Linked DNA regions of Sus scrofa: region 2 is linked to region 1. The links are chromatin contacts, called in public promoter capture Hi-C maps. All regions are on one chromosome and are shown on one strand. Each heading gives the region's core, a stretch centred on a gene start, on an enhancer-like site or on the middle of the called end of the contact. The rest is flanking DNA. Distances are from core to core; before and after follow the strand shown. Region 1 holds the start of PLEKHG3 (pleckstrin homology domain-containing family G member 3). Region 2 holds the start of FNTB (farnesyltransferase, CAAX box, beta).

Region 1 (5,822 bases), core at 2,857-5,356:
TTAACCACTGAGCCACGACGGAACTCCTAGAATGTGTTTTTGATTTTAGCTATTCTAAAGGGTATGAAGTGATAATTTCATAATGTTTTTTGATTTGCATTTTCATGATGACTAATGATATTGAGTATCTTTTCAGGTGCTTACTGGCCATTTGTATATCTTCTTTGGAGAAATGTCTATTTAGATCTTTTGCCCATTTATAAATTCGGATTATTTGACTTTTTATTGAGTTGTTAGGAGTTCTTTACAATTTATAAGTACAGTCTTTTATCAGATATATGATTTGCAAAATCTTTCTCCCACTTGTTGCACGTTTTCACTTTCTTGACATCCTTTGAAGCATAAAAAGTGTACATTTTGATGATGTCCAATGTATCTGCTTTGTTGTTGTCATTGCTTGCGGCTCACATTGCAGGAAATGTTGCTGAAATGCAACTTGAAACTCTGAAAGCTTTGAGACCTGGGAGTTTGGTGGTGCTTTATAGGTTGCCTATGACAGAGATTTCCTCCAGTTTGGGGGTTTCACTCCCCACCCGGCCAGCCCTTGCTCCTTCTCTGGGCTGGAAGCACGGAGCCCTTCAGCAGGTTTCCATCCCCTCCTCTCCTGAGGTCTACCACAATAGAGCAGCTGAGAGGACAGTTTGGAAATGTCCTTTATTGTGAAAACTCAATGGCCTTTGTCTCTGAGATTTGAAATTTTGATGCAAATGTTGGCAAGCCCAGAGTTTGGAAGGAGGAGGGGAAGGGCTGGGAGAAGAAACCCTGCCATTGATTTCCAGGGTGAGTCATTTCAACTCTGTGTTGTCTTGGTTTTCTCACCCATAAAATGGGGAAAATACCGCCATCTCTCCATCTCAGGTGGGGGCACTTTGAAGATGAGTTAGAACACTTTGAGATTCTGGATTAAAGGCATTACAAGGTATTATTATAATAATAAATGACTTAATAGCGGAGGGGGTGAGGATACTAAAGCAAAAGGCAGAAAGAGAGAGGCTCTGGGCTGTGGAGCGACCTCGGTCTAGAACTCCTGGGCCCAGACCCAGAGTTTTATTCTTAGAAGTGAGACTGCGTGATTTCTCACAAACTGGCTTCTTTCCTCTGAATTCAGCATTGTTCTGCAGAGTACACCCTACATGACTTCTGCCATAAGGAAAGATTACACTCTTTTTAGGAAATAAGATATACATTAAAACAAATAGAAACTGGAGTTCCATTATGGCTCAGTGGTTAACGAATCCAACTAGGAACCGTGAGGTTGCGGGTTCGATCCCTTGCCTTGCTCAGTGAGTTAAGGGTCCGGCGTTGCCATGAGCTATGGTGTAGGTCGAACAAGCGGCTCGGATCCCACGTTGCTGTGGCTGTGGTGTAGGCCATCGGCTACAGTTCCGATTAGACTCCTAGTCTGGGAACCTCCATATGCCGCGGAGTGGTCCTAGAAAAGGCAAAAAGACAAAAAAAAAAAAAAAAAAAGAGAGAGAAAGAAAAAGAAACAATAGTGCGGCGAAAGCAGAGTCCAGGTTCTAATCAAGGAATACGCATAACAATATCTTTGAGTTCTTCTGCAGGAACTAAAGCCCCCATCCAGGTTGGGGATGGTAACCTCTGGCTGAGCATAAGACTGCTGGAGGAGTTCCCATTGTGGCGCAGTGGTTAACGAATCCGACTAGGAACCATGAGGTTGCGGGTTCCGTCCCTGCCCTTGCTCAGTGGGTTAATGATCCGGCGTTGCCTTGAGCTGTGGTGTAGGTTGACAGAAGCAATTCGGATCCCGCGTTGCTGTGGCTCTGGTGTAGGCCGGTGGCTAAAGCTCCGATTAGACCCCTAGCCTGGGAAATCTCCATATGCCGCGGGAGCAGCCCAAGAAATAGCAATAAGGCAAAAAAAAAAAAAAAAAAAAAAAAAAAAAAAGACTGCTGGAACACTGCCCTGTTACCATCAACCTATCAGAAGAAAGTCTGCATACAGTGGAAGATAAGGAAGACTCAGACCTCCTCCTCAAATGATGGTCCAGCAGAATCTCCAGAGTTCGTTTTGGGGCAGGAGTCTGTCATCTTTCCAGGTTGCCCACCTCCTGAATAAAGCAACCTTTCCTTTCCAATCAACACCTGTTTCTCGGAGTTCCCAATGTGGCTCAGCGGTAACGAACACAACAGGTATCCATGAGGATTCAGGTTTGATCCCTGGCCCTGCTCAGTGGGTTAAGGATTCGGTGTTACTGTGAGCTGTGGTGTAGGTTGCAGATGCAGCTTGCATCACAAGTAGCTGTGGCTGTGGTGTAGGCCGGCAGCTACAGCTCTGATTCGATCCCTAGTCTGGGAACTTCCATATGCCGCAGGTGGGGCCCTAAAAAGATAAAACCAAAACAAAACACAACACCTGTTTCTGGAGTATTGGCTTTCCTGTGGCAAGCAGATGAACCTGATTTTCCTAACACTCGCACACAAGGCCTCTGTGAGTATGGAGGGAGACTAAGTTTGTAAATAGCATGGCAGGAGCCCTATACAAACAGTAAGCACTCACTAAATGAGTTATTATTACTGTGGTAAGGCATTACCACCTCTGCGGATGCTGCTCCCCAATGGCTTAGTTGAGTCCGAGGCCTTCTTTGGAGGCTAGAATTTGAGGTGGGCAGGAAGGGATTGATAGGATTAGGGTGATCAGAGAAGAAAGCAGGATCAAAGAGAAGCGGAAGCCTCAGGATGGGCTGCCTGGGGCAAGCAGACGGGGACTGGGGCTTCCCATTCCCCCCACCCCGGCCGCTGCGTGGCGGGCTGTATCGGGCAGAACCGCGTTGGCTGTTTAGCTCCGATCTCCCCGCCCCGCTCTCCAATCTCGGCGTTCACCTTCCCTCCGGGGCTGGAGCGGACCCTCCCTCCCTGAGGAATGTGCGACCCTCCCTCTCCGAGGAATGTGCGTCCGGCTTCCCCTGCCGGTCATGCCCGGCGCGTACCTCTTTCCACCCCACCGCTGTAGGTAGGCAGGAACCCCGCTGTCTCCACCCCACCCTCCGCCAGGATCCAGTTTCAAAGTCACCTGAAAGCCATTTCCTTCCGCGCACGCCCCTCCCCCTCCCTGTAAATCACCTGGGGCTCGCGTTTGCCTGGAGTAGCTTATTTGTCTTTCTTTTTTCTGGCTTTTTTTTTTTTAATGAACTCTATTATTAAGTCGTTTACTAGACGCACTTATCTCTCCTGGATGTCAAACAAACCCAGTGGTTCTGATGTCATTGTCCCTTTCCTCCTCCCATGCTGGGCTCCTCTTCCTATCTTGTGCTGTGGCAGCATCTTCCCCCCGCCCCCCAGCACCTTTGCTGATGTATTATTTCAGGTTTTAAAGTTTATGCTCCTGCTCCAAACCCGGTCTGTCTTTATTGTGTGTCCCTGTTCCGCCCTTCAGCCTCTCACTTTCCAGGTGTGCACTTTTCCGCGCCCGTATGATTACATACAAACAAAACCAGGAGACAGGTTCTCTTCGTTTTACCAAAATGAACTTTATTACACAGCTTTCTGCCTCTTGTTTTCCCCACCTAGCAGTCTCTAGGTGGACTCCCTCTAAGTTATCGGCTTCTTCATCTCTGGACAGCTTTTCCGAGGTTTGGCTTTACATCTGTAAATGGTCACGGGGACAGAATTTCGGTGAGGAATTCAAGACGTGCCTTTCTGACTCAAAAAATCGAGATGACCTGCTCCGGTAGGATCAGGAGTCCCAAATCCGATTCCAGCTAATGACTCACTAGGGAGTCCCCTTTCGTGTCCATACAGTGGGGGCTCTTTGGGCCATCGGGAAGTGGTGATATCAGGTCTGTGACACCGGGGTAACCCCCTGCCCCCACGTGCGTCTTTTGTGTCTTAGCGTACCTAGGCTGCCGGGAGGCGGCCAGCGTTTGGCTGGACCCACACCGCCGGGGCCGCGCGCTCGCCTCACCTGCGGGCGTTAATCATTAGCGGTGCGCGAGCCCCACCACCGCCGCCGCAGCCTTTACCCCATGTTCCAGCTCGCAGCACCGCGAAGTTTCCCCCGCCGAGCCGCCAATCGCGGGATTCCAGCCGCGGGCCAGAGTCTCCACCCACTGGAAAAATTCCTGGTCCGCCCTCCGTCCCTCCCGCTGCAGCTCCCTCTCGGCTCGGCCCCGACTTCCTGCCGGGCGCTGGGAAGGCGCGCGCGGGCTGGGGTCCCGGGGGGCCGCGCTCACAGCTGGCCGCGCCCCGGCCGCCAAGGGGCTGGCAGTGGGCGGGAACTGCCCGCAGCCTCGGCCCCTTCCCAGAGCGACTTTCAAACTCGCGCTCGCGTTGCGGCTGCATCTGGGTGGCTTCGCGCGCCTGGCGTTCCGGACCTGGCGAGGCGACCACTGCTCGGTGAGTGTCCCTCGTTGCTCCCCGCGCCCTCTGCCAGTGCAGCCGGCGGGGCGGCAGTTCCTGGAGGGGTGTTGAAGCCCCCACCCTCCAGGGTGCTCGCCCCAGCCCGCTGCGGGGTGAGGACTAGAGATGGCAGTGGGGGGCCCAGGGCCGCATGGGCTTCTCTCAGGGCGACCCTCCAGGGCTGGAGCTCGGGAGGCTACTGCCAGGAGACATTTTTTGTCCTTTAGCCCCCACCCCGGAAACGAAAGGAGCGTACACGCCGGGTGACTCCAGGAGGCTCAGTTTGAAATCTGGGAAGCCTGCGAGGTTGCGCCCACCCGCGCCCACGGCAGGAGGTTTTAGGAGGGCTGGTCTTTGCCTCGCACTGTGGACCCGGGCAGGGTAAACTCTTTTGGGCAAGGAACCGAGCCTCTGGTCCCGGTAGCTCGAGAGGCGCCAGCAGCCTGTTCCGGGTTGGTGCCACACGGTACTCGCTCTGGGAATCTCAGATCGTATCCTAGAGGGATTAGATTGGGGGCCAGAAAAGGGGCGTCGGGGAGTCGAAAGCACATAGGCGATTGCCCGCCACGGTCTCAACCTCGCCCACTCCCAAAGTGGGTTCGGTTAATTTTCTCCCTCTTCTTAGCCCTTTGGTTTGGAAAGCTAAGAGAAGGGGTGCAAACTTGAAAATTTCAAGACTTTTTAGGGAGCTGCTTTTTACTCTTTGGAGCTGCTTTTGAAAACAAAAGGAAGAACCGAATGGGAACTGTAATAGTGGGGGAGGCTGGAGGGGTGTGGCCTGGGGTGGGGCGATGTTAGTGGCCACTGTTAAGAGCTGCACCCTTGAAGTCACTCACTAAACTGTTGGCAGATGAAAGGGCCGGTCTCCTGTTCTGGGGCTCCCAAGAGACGATCTGGACTGCATCACCCTACAGGGAACCCCGGGCTGGGAGTTCCCAGGGTCTCCTCAGCCCTGCCTCTGTGCGCTGCCCAGCCACACCGGCCTTGCTTAAGAAATAATAAGCAGGGAGAGTAATGACAGCCCCCAGGCCTTCCCACAGAGCATTTTGTCTGCCTCCCTTCAGGAAAGTGCCTTTCCAGCCTCTCCTATGCTGGATTCGGAGTGGAATCCTGAGTGACTTCACCCCAATCATTTCCAGCAGAAAACCTAGAGAATAAGAACCGCAAAGAGGTGTACCCCTTCTCTGTTCACCCTCTTCGCTGTGGTCCTGCTCCTGCTGTTAACACTCCTGCCTCTGCTGCCCCCTTCCCTTCCCAGAAGGCCGGGCAACCCCTTGGCTCCCCAGGTATATTGCTCTGGTGATGAGGCAGGGAGTGGGCATGGGCTGAACTGAGTCAGAGGGAGGGGGTTTGCCTAGGAGCTGCCATGAGCTTTCCTACTGCCTGTTATTAGAAGTGGCATATCTGGGATAGTGGGACAACCCCAGGCCTGGGTAGGAGTCCAGCACAGGATTTTGCCTGAGT
Region 2 (5,348 bases), core at 679-3,178, 290 kb after region 1:
TCATCTTATATTCTCCCATTCCTCGAACCCCCACCCTGACTCTAAATATTTTAACCCCTTGATATAATTTTGGTGTAGTCCTTTTGATGTGGTCCCTGAAAGAGGTTCTCTTCTATTGCTTGTCCAAAGGTAGCAGGGTTTTCCTAAAAATCACAATTTCAACAATTTAATGGAGGCATATCTGATGATTAACCCCACTCAAAAGGAATTTCTTTTATTAGAACCCCTTCAGATTAAATATCAGATATATATATATATGTATATATATATATATATAATTTTTTTTTTTTGTCTTTCTTTTGTCTTTGTAGGGCCGCACCTGTGGCATATGGAAATTCCCTGGCTAGGGGTCCAGTTGGAGTTACAGCTGCCGGCCTACGCCACAGCCACAGCAGTGTAGGATCTGAGCCAAGCCGCGTCTGTGACCTACACCACAGCTCATGGCAATACTGGATCCTCAACCCACTGAGCAAGGCCAGGGATCAAACCCGCAACCTCATGGTTCCTAGTAAGATTCATTTCCGATGCGCCACGACGGGAACTCCCCAGTGGTGATTTTTTTTAATTTATTTTTTATTAGGGTACAGCTGATTTACAGTGTTGAGTCAATTTCTGCTGTATAGTGACCCAATCATATATCTCTAATAGATATATACTTTTTCATTCATATGTATTTCATATATATATATACACACATCCTTTTTATCATATTATTTTCCATTATTAAATATCAGAATTAATACAAACACACGAGTGTATTTGTGGAATATTCTCTCAAACTTGCTGTTCTTTCCTTTTATGAGGCTCTTCCCCAGGATGTTCACATGGATGGCTCCTTATCATCCTCCAGGTCACCGCTTACATGTTGCAGGGAGGCTTGGCCTCACCACCCAATCTAATTAGTCCCCTCCTCCTTTAATTTCTCTCATAGATCCTGTTGTTTTCCTTCATACAATTTATCACAAATCTTCATGTATTTATTGTGTTCATTCACTTAATTTTATCACTTCCACTAGACTGTAAGTTTCCCAAGGGCAAGGATCTTGTTTGTTCACTTTTATATTCCTGGAGCCTAGCACAGTTGCCTGACATGTAGTAGGTGCTCTATTAAAACTTGCTGAATGGGGAGTTCCCTTAGCGGCACAACAGAAACGAATTCCACTAGCATCCAAGAGGATGTGGGTTCAATCTCTGGCCTTGCTCAGTGGGTTAAGGATCTGGCATTGCCCTGAGCTGTGGTGTGGGTAGCCGACTCAGCTCGGATCCGGCGTTGCTGTAGCTGTGGTGCAGGTCGGCAGTGGTAGCTCAGATTCCACCCCTAGCCTGGGAACCTCCATACGCCTGCCTTCGGTGTAGCGCTAAAAAGAAAAAAAAAAAAAAATTGCTGAATAAATGAGTGAATACTTTCTTGGTTGTTTCACTTACACTTGTTCCTTCTACTGCATTTTATTTCCTGGTACTGCACTATCACCCTCAACGGGATAGGAGAGAATTACAGTGCCCCTTCCCTCCATCACTGAGTATTGAGATAGCATGTCCTTTTTGGAGAAGCTTCTGGCGTCTCCCGGACGGTTATCATGTACGCAAAGGCGCACAATAATTCTATTCCTAATAGCATGACTGAGGCAATCAGGAGAGCTGTCAGAAAGGCTTTTAAAGTTACAGTCATTGGGTTCTTGGGCACCCGAACTACCAACATAACAATTACGTGAGAATGAGCAGAATGTTGAAAGTGAAATTAAATTCCTTCCTCGCGCGCCAAGAAACAGAGCCTCTTGCAGCAGCTCCTCTGCCCAATGGGGGGCGGAAGCATCCCAGTGACTCACTCACTGGAGACGTGTAGGTGGCAAGAGCGATTCGCGTTCAAAATCTTTTGACTCTATCCGCTTCCCGTAGCGCCTTAGCCCGCTCGAGTTTCAATACGCGTTGTTGTTTGACGAAGCTGAGTCCTATACACCGCCCGCTGCTTTCCTGATCATGGCTTCTCCGAGTTCCTTCACCTACTATTGCCCTCCATCTTCCTCCCCTGTCTGGTCAGAGCCGCTGTACAGTCTGAGGCCCGAGCACGCGCGGGAGCGGTTGCAGGACGACTCAGTGGAAACAGTCACGTCCATTGAACAGGTGAGGTGGCTTGACTGGGCGAGGCGCCCGCGCGGGGGCTTCTGGGAGCGGGAGTGCTGTCCTCAGGGCAGCCCCGGCGTGGAACTCACCGGGGAACTACAGCTCCCACAGTGCACTGCGGCTCCTCCCCTCTGGAAAGCTCCGGGCGCCCAGGCTTGGGCAGGGTAGTGGAGTGTTTGTGGGGTCAGGTTGGGGAGGGGTCGTTGTCGAGGTTGGAGGTAGAGGACAGTTCCTGGGTCCCCTCTGCTTTAGGGAGCGGACAGAATGTTGTTCTGTGAAGGACTGAAGCAGCCCGAGCGGGTCGGACAGCCCACTCCATTCTGCCAGGCATTTGGAGGTTCTCGGATGGATAGTGCACTTTCCCCACTCAACGCATAGTTTTGGGACCTGGAGGGGGAAAAAAGTGGCCAGACTGCAGACATGCCATTCCATGGTCTTTTTAATTTCTGACCCACATTGCCATGTTTGAGGCCTGCCTCGTGGCTGGGCGTTTTAGTAGTCAGTCATTTGAGCACCAGCAATGTGTTGGACACAATGCTGAGCGCTGGAAATAGAAAGAAATAAAACAGACCCGATCGTGAGCATCCCACAGCCTGGTGAAGAAGACAAACAGGAAAACAATAAAGTTTGGAAAGTGCTGTAATAAGAGTATGAATTTTGGACTACTTGCCATTCACTGAGGCCTCGAAGTAGATGGAGCCTATCACTGAAACGTGTTTGGGGAGTGAGTAGTGAACTTTATTTTTGTTCCCCAGTGGAAATTGTTCCCAAGTTAGTTACTGTAGAAGTGCTTACCCATCTGTCTTTAGGGGAAGTGATCAGAAGGATTCTTTTTAGCACTAACAAATAAGCATCAGGCTGCTTCCTAAAATAAGACCTCATAGTTACATCAGTCTCCAGATTTAATCTTGGAGGGACCTGCTTTGATTTTTATACCTGAGATTGGAGGCCTCGATTTTGGCAAAATTAGTAATGATAATTATTATATTGTATAATTATGACTATGATAACAAAAACAAGGGCTTGAATATACACTTATGCACATAGTAGCAGAGGGAATATTTTAACTGGAGATTTAAGCTTCGTGGGTTTTAGGGTAGAAAGGAAACTTACCCTTTGATTCTAGTTTCCCAGGTTAGTTTGCCCACCAGTGTGTCCTTCCACAAAAGTCTTTTGCAAAAGATTGCAAAGAAATCTCCCATCAGTGAAAAGGCCACAGGGTCTTTGTGATATTCCTAAGTGATGGGTTGTTGAGTTGATTCAGTTCAAGCCTTTTTCTTTTTATCCTTCCTAAGACTATGGGATCACCTCTTATGTAGCTAACAGAATGGACCTAGCACATAAGGCTATGGATAGATAAGATGTTAGTGGAGAACAGGGAATCAGAAGTTGAGCTAATTTATAGAGCGGAACAGAAACTTCCATGATTAGAGGGGCAAGTCAAGAACGGGAGCATTACAAAGAGCTTTACGCATCTGCTCTTTTTTTTTTTTTTTTTTTACGTGCAGTACTTTTTTTGTTCTTTTTCCGTTGAATGCCCTTGGTTAGTTCCTGTCAGGGAAAGACTTATATTCTAAGTGCTTAGGTATAATAAGCCATGGAGAAAAGGATGCAACAAGGTGCTGGTCTGCAAAAGAGTTGCCCAAGGTCTGGGCCAGGTGTGGAAACTAGGTTCTGATATGGAACATTGGTGCTATAGGATGTCTTTCAAATCTAGGCCCAACTATGTGGTAGATGGTAGAGCATCTTGTGTTTCTTGTCCATATCATTATTCCAGCTCATATTTTAAAAGTCTAGGATAAACAGTTCCATATCATAGGAAGATAATATAGTATCTAATCCTCATGGCTGCCTCAGTGTTGTAATTATCATTATAGTCTCCATTTTTTGGGTTCCATACCCAGTAAATGCTCTCCATACATTGTATCATTCAATCCTTACACATTTTCCAGATGAGAAGACTGAGGCTTAGAGGAGTACTTGGTTTGTAGGTTAATGATGATATAATCATAAGAAAAAACAACCTTGCTAGGAGTTGTTTACAGAAGACACTGCCGTTATTCTTTTGGTTCTGACTGAAAATTCTTTTTCTTCTGAGGGATTTACCGACAGCTCAATTTTGTGCCATTGCCAGTTAAAAACAAATGCTTGTCATAGGCTTCCTGATTATCAGGATGCTATTCATTTGTTTAACAGTGATTTGGTAATAGTTAAACCTTTAAACAGTGGAAAGAGTCCTTAGCTCTTGGTTCTTCTGTTCCATTCACTCATTTGCATTCACCCAACAAATACTTGAGTGCTTTCTTTGTGCCAGGCACTGTTCTAGGCACTGGGCATAAGGGAGTGAACAAAAGAGGCCAAGTTGATGCCTTTATGAAGCTTTTGTTCTAGGCCAGGAAGGCAGTCAATTAAAAAAGGGGAAAAAAATCTAATCTGTCTGTCTGTCTGTCTGTCTGTCTATCTATCTATCTATCTATCTATCTATCTTAGTGTTAGAGCGGAGTGCTGTGGAGAAAAATAAAGATGCAATGTGCCAGGCATGGGTGGGGTGGGAGCAGGGGAGGTTTTGATATAAGGTGGTAAGGGAAGCCTCTGCTGATGTGATGTTTCAGCTGAGACCTGAAGCAGATGAGGAAACAAGACCTGTGTGGATCTGGGGGGAAAGCATTCCGGCAGACAAAGGACCTGAGGCAGGGGTGTGCCTGGTGGGTGGAGAGCCACTGTGAATTGTGAAGTTAGCAACCAGAATAGGAAATCAGGCTGGATCTTATTCTTTCAGATACTCTGATCGAGTTGGGAAGCCATCTGGCTGAGTGGCTTTCACTTATTCCCCCGGATGGATTCACTCCACCCCTCTTTTTTTTTTTTTCTTTTTTCTTTTTACGATCTCACCTGCAGCATATGGAAGTTCCCTGGCTGGGTATCAGTCAGAGCTGCAGCTGACAGCCTACATACACCACAGCCACAGCAACACTGAATCTGAGCTGCACCTGCGACCTCTGCCACAGCTTGCGACAATGCTGAATTCTTAACCCACTTTTGAGGCCAGGGATCGAACCTGCATCCTCACATAATCCTGACATTATGTCAGGTTCTTAACCTGCTGAGCCACAGTGGGCTTCCACTCCACCCTGCTCTGGAGATGTGCCCAGGAGGTGGACCTGCATTGACTGGCAATCTTGCTTTCTAGCTTCTGGTTGCCTTTGGCCTTGGGGAATATTGAGAGC

Evidence for each region. Promoter capture Hi-C pulls out the DNA fragments that hold promoters and counts their contacts.
Region 2: a promoter capture Hi-C map of liver shows a contact between it and region 1, with 4 times the contacts expected there. The contact joins the promoter of FNTB here to the promoter of PLEKHG3 in region 1. A contact is called at or near these places in 1 of 5 promoter capture datasets (liver) and 1 of 2 datasets of contacts at active chromatin or transcription factors (alveolar macrophages).

The regions. Positions count from the first base shown.
Region 1 is chr7:88,760,370-88,766,191 of Sscrofa11.1, forward strand. It overlaps PLEKHG3 (pleckstrin homology domain-containing family G member 3), which reads left to right and starts at 4,107. Exons shown (of 19, transcript XM_005666312.3): 1 at 4,107-4,355. It overlaps LOC102158547, which reads right to left. Exons shown (of 4, transcript XM_021100073.1): 2 at 4,615-4,854; 3 at 3,925-4,464; 4 at 3,374-3,606. The coding sequence ends at 3,552.
Region 2 is chr7:89,050,706-89,056,053 of Sscrofa11.1, forward strand. It overlaps FNTB (farnesyltransferase, CAAX box, beta), which reads left to right and starts at 1,929. Exons shown (of 12, transcript NM_001244680.1): 1 at 1,929-2,121. The coding sequence starts at 1,978.